3 separate regions of the Mus musculus genome follow, and all the other regions are linked to region 2. A link is a contact called in public Hi-C and HiChIP or PLAC-seq data. All regions are on one chromosome and are shown on one strand. The core of a region is the stretch at or near the end of the contact, and the rest is flanking DNA. Distances in the headings are between cores, read along the strand shown. Region 1 overlaps Chchd3 (coiled-coil-helix-coiled-coil-helix domain containing 3). Region 2 has its middle 49 kb from the start of Gm32007. Region 3 overlaps Chchd3 (coiled-coil-helix-coiled-coil-helix domain containing 3).

Evidence for each region. Hi-C and Micro-C count contacts between places; a contact is called where the count stands out from the background. HiChIP or PLAC-seq counts read pairs in DNA pulled down with a chosen protein or histone mark.
Region 1: a contact with region 2 is called in a FOXA1 HiChIP or PLAC-seq map of pancreatic cancer cells. The contact joins two enhancer-like sites. A contact is called at or near these places in 1 of 15 datasets of contacts at CTCF or cohesin (the NIH/3T3 cell line), 1 of 484 Hi-C or Micro-C datasets (the N1E-115 cell line) and 1 of 115 datasets of contacts at active chromatin or transcription factors (pancreatic cancer cells).
Region 3: a Hi-C map of the N1E-115 cell line shows a contact between it and region 2, with 2.0 times the contacts expected there. The contact joins two enhancer-like sites. A contact is called at or near these places in 1 of 15 datasets of contacts at CTCF or cohesin (the NIH/3T3 cell line) and 1 of 484 Hi-C or Micro-C datasets (the N1E-115 cell line).

What each region holds. Positions count from the first base shown.
Region 1 is chr6:33,041,783-33,044,482 of GRCm38.p6, reverse strand. The region is part of intron 2 of Chchd3 (coiled-coil-helix-coiled-coil-helix domain containing 3); the gene reads left to right. Among named protein-coding and RNA genes, the nearest start is that of Chchd3, 17 kb to the left of the region's middle. Within about 2 kb of position 1,397, at least 25 of the 459 cell types and tissues checked have an H3K27ac peak or open chromatin away from gene starts, as enhancers often do. A contact at or near this core is called in pancreatic cancer cells, where this site is marked.
Region 2 is chr6:32,705,125-32,707,824 of GRCm38.p6, reverse strand. No RefSeq gene overlaps it. Among named protein-coding and RNA genes, the nearest start is that of Gm32007, 49 kb to the right of the region's middle. Within about 2 kb of position 1,269, at least 13 of the 459 cell types and tissues checked have an H3K27ac peak or open chromatin away from gene starts, as enhancers often do. A contact at or near this core is called in the N1E-115 cell line and pancreatic cancer cells, where this site is marked.
Region 3 is chr6:32,988,928-32,991,627 of GRCm38.p6, reverse strand. The region is part of intron 3 of Chchd3 (coiled-coil-helix-coiled-coil-helix domain containing 3); the gene reads left to right. Among named protein-coding and RNA genes, the nearest start is that of Chchd3, 70 kb to the left of the region's middle. Within about 2 kb of position 1,422, at least 28 of the 459 cell types and tissues checked have an H3K27ac peak or open chromatin away from gene starts, as enhancers often do. A contact at or near this core is called in the N1E-115 cell line, where this site is marked.

The DNA.
Region 1 (2,700 bases), core at 148-2,647, 340 kb before region 2:
AGAAGCAGGGCAGAAGTGTGACTTGCCATGAAGGCATGTGGACTTGAGGCAGACCTCCAGGAAAAGGGATCTGAGGGCTCGTAATATGGCAGGTACCCCCTGTAGAGTCAGTGATAGAGCAGATTGATTCTGATGAGGTTTGGGGCCTAACCAGTAGGGATAGGCTGGAGAAGATAAGGAGTTTCATTTCGTCCAGTGTGGTCCTGGCAACTACTGAAGAGTTCCATCTAATTCTAAGGTACAAGATTAGGACATCTCATTAGTTGCTTCCTTCTTCATGAACTTCCAGATGTTAATAATAAAGCTTTTTTATTTATTAAATGGTTCTTATGGTTAAAATTAAAGTGATTCTTTTCATTGATATTTTTATATTTAACAAAGAAATCAGGGTGGCAAGAATATGTATATTCTACCATTGTGTAAAATAAGATCATTTTCCTGTTAAGTGAAAAAAAAAAGGCTTTTTTTTTGGTCCTTATTTGGCACTGTAAGGAAGAAGAAAAAGAATAGAAATGTCCTCAACTGTGTGAAGCCGTGAGGGCTTTAACTGTGTGGCACTACGGGTTTTAACAGATGAGTTTTGAGCAGGTGAAGTAAGACGAGTTTATAATGGAGTGGTTTGAATGAACATGGTCCCCATAGGCTCATGTGTTTGAGTGCTTAGTCCTTAGTTGTGGAACAGTTTAGAAAGATTAGGAGGTGTGGCTTTGTAGGCGGAGCTGTGTCACTGGGGATGGGCATTGAGGTTTCAAAAAACCAAGCCCAGCCAAGTCTCGCTCATTCACTGCCTGCTACTTGTGGGTAGATATGAGCTCTCAGCTGCTGCCCCAGCTCCATGCTTGCGTGCGTGCTGCAGTGCTGCTTGGTTGTGTGCTAACCCTCTGAAACTGTAAGCAAACCCCACTGAAATGCTTTCTTATGCAAGTTGCCTCAGTTGTGGCGTTTTTTTTCCCAGCAGTAGATCAGTGACAGAGACAAGTGGTTTCTTGGCAGGATAAGGAAAGGGTGGGTTGGAAACCACATGGGAAAGGGTCTGTTTTATGCTCTTTGTAGATGTAGTATAGTAAATCCTGGGGCCTTGGGACCTGGTGACCTGATAACAAAGCTGTATGGCTGGGTCATGATGATCCTTGCTTCAGTCCTTATCTCCTCATCTGGCCCATTCACCTTGGTGTTGTCTGATTCATTACTCTTGGCTTTGCATTTTCTTCTAAGAAACCAGCAAAAGCTTAAAACCAATTTATCTGAACATACAAGTAAGATGTAAGCCTTTTAATGTAGCAGCCAATCCCTGGCTAGGACATTTATATATTCAGGACAGTCTGAAGACAGTGCAAGAGGGTTCCCACACACGATAGCTAGAGTGCCATAGGGAAGGGAATCACAGAGCAAAGCTTAGTACTTTCTGGAATGTTTCTGAGTCATACTTTGCAGTTGTTCCCTGCCTGGTGATTTCCTGTTAGTGTATTAACTGTTGGCTCTGCTGCTTCTTAGTAAATTTTAAGTGGTCTCTACCTAGAGACCAGCTCTGTGTAATTTACCATGTATAAGTGCCTATAGGTGGCATGGGGACCAGTGGCTTCCTGAGAAGCAGCAGCAGCATGGGGTGCCTGGATGTGAAGATTGAGCGGGAGTAATGGCAGGAGCCACACTCCTGTATCTGGAGTTCTGTCAGCTACTTGCTCATTCAAGGACTATAGGAAAAAGAAGCTATTTTAAGAGAACACCCTATTTTTGTTACAGTAGATTTTGGATACTAAGTCTACAGTGATTATAAGAATGGGTTGTGTTTTCTCAGAACTGTTTGTGGATAAATCATAGAAATTATTAGAGGCAAAAACTGTAAAGTAGGAATTTGTAATTCTGTGTCGAGATTTATAAAATGCAAGACATTGTCTGTATAAACTATTCTTTTGGAGTATGGAGAATAAAGACCAATATATAGAAATGCTATCTGACAAATTTTATATGCCAGTTGTAAAATAAATGCCTAATTAACAATCTTACAGTATTTCTTGGAATTTGACAGATTTTATAGGGCATCATTGGGAAGGCCCAGATCTCTTAGAATAAATGCCCAGTGGAGTTTCAAATGTACATTTTCCTAATGTATGTGGAAATATTCAAAATAAATCCATTCACTTTCCAGCTGTCAGCCAAATAATAGGTTATTGTTGTTGGTGATGTTTTTCTTTTAAAAAACATTTTAAAAACAAGGTGATATGTGACCCAGAATCTTCCTTCTCCCTGTTCCCTTTCCTGTCTCCCTGACAGTCCAGCTGTCGCTGAAGTGCTCTGTATTAGGCCATGTCCCTGCTGCTTGGGTGCAACAGTAACTGTTTATAAGTTTTCTTTTAAACCTGTTCTATCCCTAGGGCTACTCGACACTTTGGTGACAGCTGTCACAGTACTGGAGGATCTTGCAAGGCCTTGGGAGCATACTTGAGACAATTTCCTGGTTCCCTTGAGTGAGTGGATAGTTGATTATGTGCTCTAATTAGCTGGCAGCCAATGGTTGGAGCCTGAAATTACTTGGTTGCAGGTAACATTGATAACACTTTGGTTACTGTAAAGGTGGAAGGTGAAGGAGCATGTTGGCCTCTGTGTGTGTGTGTGTGTGTGTGTGTGTGTGTGTGTGTGGGGTACTGAAGTACATGGTCTCTTGAAGCCAGACTGCACTCAGGGTGGTGGTGGCACTTC
Region 2 (2,700 bases), core at 20-2,519:
TCAGATAGTCATTTCTTGAAATATGCCATGGCAGGTTTACACCACAAAAATAGTGTTTTTGTGTGTGTGTGTGTGTGTGTGTGTGTGTGTGTTGTGTGTGTGTGTGTGTGTGTGTAAAATGAGACTAGCTAGTCTGGCTAGCAATGCCACATGATCAGATCTGCCTATCCCCCATTCTCCCTCCACAGTTCTGGAGTCACATGACCAGCTCTTAATGTGTTTGGGATCTGAAGTCAGGTCTTCATGCTTACACAGCAAGCACTTTCTTAATCAGTATACTGAACAGTCTTCCAGGCATGGGATCTTTTTTATCTTGAGAACTTGTTTGCTATGAAAACCACTCACATCCAGGCTGCACAGCCAGAACAATGAAATTCGAATCTGTGTGTGTCTGAGGTGTGATGATTTCAGAACTCAGGTAGTTTTAAGATTCAGCTAAACTTGGACCTGGGGGCACTTTCTAAGCTAACTCCTCATTTTACACAGCAGGGGGTGGGATCAAAGGTGTAGATTAAAGCTGCCCCCCACTCCCGCAAGAAAACAAAACAAAACAAAAAACCCCACACCCCCAAACCAAAAAAACTCTGGTAGCTTCCAGGGTGATTTCCAGACCCTAGGACAATTCAACTTTCTCCTACAAAGTTAAAGGATGTGCAGCCTCATCTCTGTACCATTTGGCCTCTTTGGCTCTCCCCTCTGTCCCACATTCCTTTACCTGACCCTTCTTGTTAGCTATCAAGCAGCACTTGCTAGGAACTGAGGCTCCACATAAGGCTCCTGTAGGAAACAAGAGTCCCTGCCCTTACCATGCAGAGGAGCAACATTTCCGATGGTTCAGGATTCCTCAAAGTTGGGAATTGGGCCTTCACTCCTCAAAACATCCTGGTCCTTCTGTCCCAGGGAAGCCCCTCATCTGTATACAAAAGGATGGCCAGAGAAGGCAGCGGGCCCTTCTCCTAAGAGGGGATGAGTAATGAAAATACTTTACAAAGTACTTTCACAAGCATGATCTCATTTGGGTTGATGACCCAGGGGCTCCTGAATGGAGAAAGGAGTGGGGGGCTTGGGAATTCAAATTGCATCTCCATTGTCTTGGGAAACCCTTTCCGGCAAATAGGAGTCAGCAAATCCCCACCTTCCCATCCCTCCTTCTCAGTCCAGGAGCATTTAGAACTAATTGAATCACCAGCTCAGCTAATGCAGCCTCCATTAAGACCACAATGTCCCTAGGGAGAAGCCATTGAAGATAAGTAGAAAGAGCCACACCCAACTCCAGGATCACCCCAGCCCCCCACTGCCTTAGTCATCTTAGTGCCCCATGGACCTGCCTGTCTGACCCCTTAGATGTGTGGTGGGAGGGGCTGAGAGCAGGAATAATTTATGTACTCCATTTATTTCCTTATCCCAAGGAAAAAAATGTAATCTTAGTAGAATTGATAGATATACATTCCTAATAGGTGATGTGTTTCTCTTCTTGGTTTTTCTCTTGAAATAAACTCTTTCTCTTTTGGGGAAATTGAATCACAAAGTAAATAGCTGACTGCCCAAAGGTCGGGGGCAGGGGTGGGGGGAGCTGGAAAGGTAGCAATAAAAACTTGGTGCTCTGACTTGTTAACACTCAGACAACAGCAACTTTTATCTGAGGTAGGATGTTGGTTGGGTTTACTTACTGAATTATGCTAGCCGTTGGGTGGGGTTAGGAGATGGGGTTAGAGATGGGGTGAGGGGTTAGGAGAGGGAAGCAATCACAGCAAGACAGGCAGTCCAGGTTCTGGGAGTTGTGGGTCTGATGGCCAGGGTTAGTGTGGGAATGCTAAACTCCTATGTGTAAACGAAGAGAGGGAACTGGTTAACTTGGGTCAAGTGTGCTTTATCTCCCACCAGTGTGTTGGTGTACATGCTGTAGTTCTGTAAAGGCTGAACACTTACCAAGTCCTTCCAGAGCTCTCTTTCCATGCTCAAGTCACCATGACTATATCACCATATACACACTGCACACGGCAGGGCTCCCAGGGCTCCTCTCCCATCCCCCACGCAGCTCTGTGCCAGGGATGAAAGCGTGTCTGATTTGTAAGTTGGCCTTTCAGTTTCACCTGGTCTGTCTGCGCTCCATCTCCACTGTCTGGATTTCCTGGGTGATGATAGAGCAGGCAGCCATCAGCCAAGTCAGTCCAGCGCTGCTGAGGGCCCTGGTGATTAACGGTCAGTGTTTAGGTCAGCGATGAATTCTTTCAGAGAGGTTTGAGCTTTCCCTTTTAAAAAGAGAACAACACATTTGCATGTTGCATCACAGTATCTTTTTCTGAGAAAGATTGAACAAGACAAAAAAAAAGCACACAAAAATAAAAATATTATTTGCCACCACCCAGGAACAAATACTGCAAGTGTTTCTTGCCAACTTTTTAACTAAAATGTGAAACACACACACACACACACACACACACAATACATGTATTTATATTCACACATATATCTACATAAGAGTACAGTCTCCATGATCCAAAGTGTACCCTCTTATCCAGAGTGGCTTTATTTTGGCTATATACCTATATATCTATTGTTTCACCAATAGAAGGGCAGTCTCAGAGATTAGAGTGGAGTTGAAAAATCAACTAGTGATGTCTCGGGTGTTCTTCATTGTGTAAGGACACTCTGTGACACCCACACAACACTGAAATTATCAAAGACACACTCATTAGA
Region 3 (2,700 bases), core at 173-2,672, 280 kb before region 2:
TGGTTCTTTGGTAGGGCTGAGGTCTCAGCATGTGTATTGCTGTCCCTACTCGTCTTATGTTTAGGCAGTCCTGTTGGGGAGACGTTATGAGTATAGCTCTTGACATTCATAGATTAATGAAAAACAGAAAGAGGCCTTGAGTTTGAAAGAGTACAAGGAGGTATATGTATGGGAGGGTTTGGAGGGCAGAAAGGGAAGAGGGAAATAGTATAGTTATAATCTCAAAAAAAAAAACAAAATAAATAATTAAAAAAGATTAGTGGGAATATTTTTTAAAACTAATTAATTTATTTTTTTATTTACATCCTGACTACAGTTTCCCCTCCCTCCTTTCCTGCAGTCCTTCCCCTAATGGGAGTCTTTTGCAAATTGGCCTGCACAGTGTCAGAAACATTTAGCTTACTCTGGGTAAATCATAATGATATATTTAACTTACATACATACCCGTATATCTTAACTTTCTTGTTGCATTTAGTTTTAGGTGAGATATTCAGGTTGACCTCATTGGTCTTGCTCTACCCCATTTCCTTGCCAAAATACTGCACCTCCTGGCAGCTCACAGGCCTGCCTCCTTTTCAGTAGCATGGGCATTTCATTTCATCCTGGAGACTCATGAGTGTACCCTTGCTCATCTTTATTCTTGCTCAGCCCCTACTTAGAGGAGTGGAGAGGTAATGTCACTGCAGCACTGGCTGCTGAAGGGAATGTACATGAGGAGGCTACAGGAGGCAGCCATTGCTGTGTGACAGTAAAGGGTTCTGTAGCTTGAAAGGAAAAAGAATTGGTAAACGTGTCTATGTAAATTACGCCCCCATTCTGGGTTAATTCTATTAAGTCAAGTAGAGATGAGTTAGACGTTGAGCAGAGTTGAAGCAGCATGTTGGGATGTTTTAAGGGAGTGGGTTTTGGTGGTGTCTAGCTTTCTTCCATTTGTCTGTCTATGGAGAACACTCTTTGCTCATTGTATGCTCTACAAATGAGATTAGTTTTGGCACTGGGAAAGCCAAATTATCATGGATTTCTACAATTACAATCTTATCAGATTCACCAAAATTGGGGAAAGGAAGCTCGGAGCCAAAGCCAGGGTCTTAGTGTTGGAGAGATCTGCTTTGTGTGCTAGCTCAGTGTGTCAGTCCTGTAAATCTTGAGTGGGTGACTCACTGCTGCCTTGGTTTCCTCAGGGGAAGAGCTTGTTTTCACAGGCAGAGTGCTGATGGTTACCGAGTCTTTTCTTTCTGAATGAAGAACATTTGGATATGACTGTCCAGTGTTTCTGGGGCTGGGGCTCCAGCTTTGCACGGGTTACTAATTGTGAGATCATGTAGCAGATTCCTTGCCGCGTGAGGGAGTGAGCAGGATAGTAATGCTCAGCTAGAGGTTCTCTTCAAGGTTGTATTAAAGGTCGGCTGTGCCGGCTTTCCCTGATCGTTCATTCGGAGAACCGTCTCCTAGCTGTACAGCTTGTGTATTTACTCTGCGTCTGCCCTCAGTTCCTCAGGGCTGTGGAGGTTTCTGTGGATGGAATGCCTGTTCTGCAAGCTCAGTGACGCTAGTTGATTTCCTTTGTCCTTAGCTGCACCCATTTCTAATTCTAAAAGTACCAATAGGAGAAGTAAGATGTGGCTCTTTTTTTTTTTCCTTAGCATCATTTATAACTCATTAAAACTTAACTTAGCCTTTCGTTGGACAGTTATTCCTATTTATCCAAAAAACTTTAAATTTGGTGTTGGTGCTAAATTGTTGATTATCGTGCATTTCCATTCTTGGCTTTGCTTGCTCGGAAAATGATTTTCAGCAGGTTGTCTAGCCTCTGCAGGTCTCAGGATCTGTGCTGCTGCAGTGTGCTGCTGTATGGAGAGGCACTGCCAGTGTGTCTGGCAGTTTACTATATGGTTTTCTAAAGGAGATAGAGGTGGGTAGCAGAACTTGCCCACTCTGCTGGTGTAGGTTCTGAGATGAAGACAGTACTGCAGAGCACACAAATAATTAAGCTTGAGGATGAAATCCTAGCACTTAAGAGGTAGAGGCAGAGGATTAGTAAGTAGCTCAGGATTTTCCTCTACTACATAGTGAGCTGGAAGCTAGTTTGAGCTTCATGAGTCCCTGCCTGCATCGTCACTACCATTTTTTATGTGCATAAGGTAAATAGGATGCAAGGGTTGAGTCCATCAAAGAGCAAGCTAAATAGGGGGCTCTACAGAGATTTCTGGTGAACAAAATGCTGTCTGAAGCTACATATTTATTATTTTTCTGTTTTTATTGTTTTGAGAATTTCGTATCTGAGTACCGTACTTACATTATTTCTCCCCCTTTAATATCTCCAGTGTCTTCTTCATGGCCCATTTTCCTTTAGTTCTCTCTCTCTCTCTCTCTCTCTCTCTCTCTCTCTCTCTCTCTCTGTCTCTCTCTCTGTCTGTGTCTGTCTGTCTGTCTGTCTGTCTCTCTGTGTGTAGGAGCTTGTTACTGGGAAGACTGATTTTCCTTCTCTCAGCAGTCATTGCCTGTAAGTCTTTCTCTGGGGGTGGGGGTGGGGTGGGAGTCGGGGTGCGTGGAGCCTTGTGAGCTTTCCTGCATCATATTGTCCTGTCAACTGGTGTGCTCATTGTTCAGGCCTTTTCTAGGCAGCCATATTGTTGGGGTTTCACAGGGGCAGCTTCCTTTTCTCATGTAGAAGATACGATCTTGCTGCAGATGCTCTGG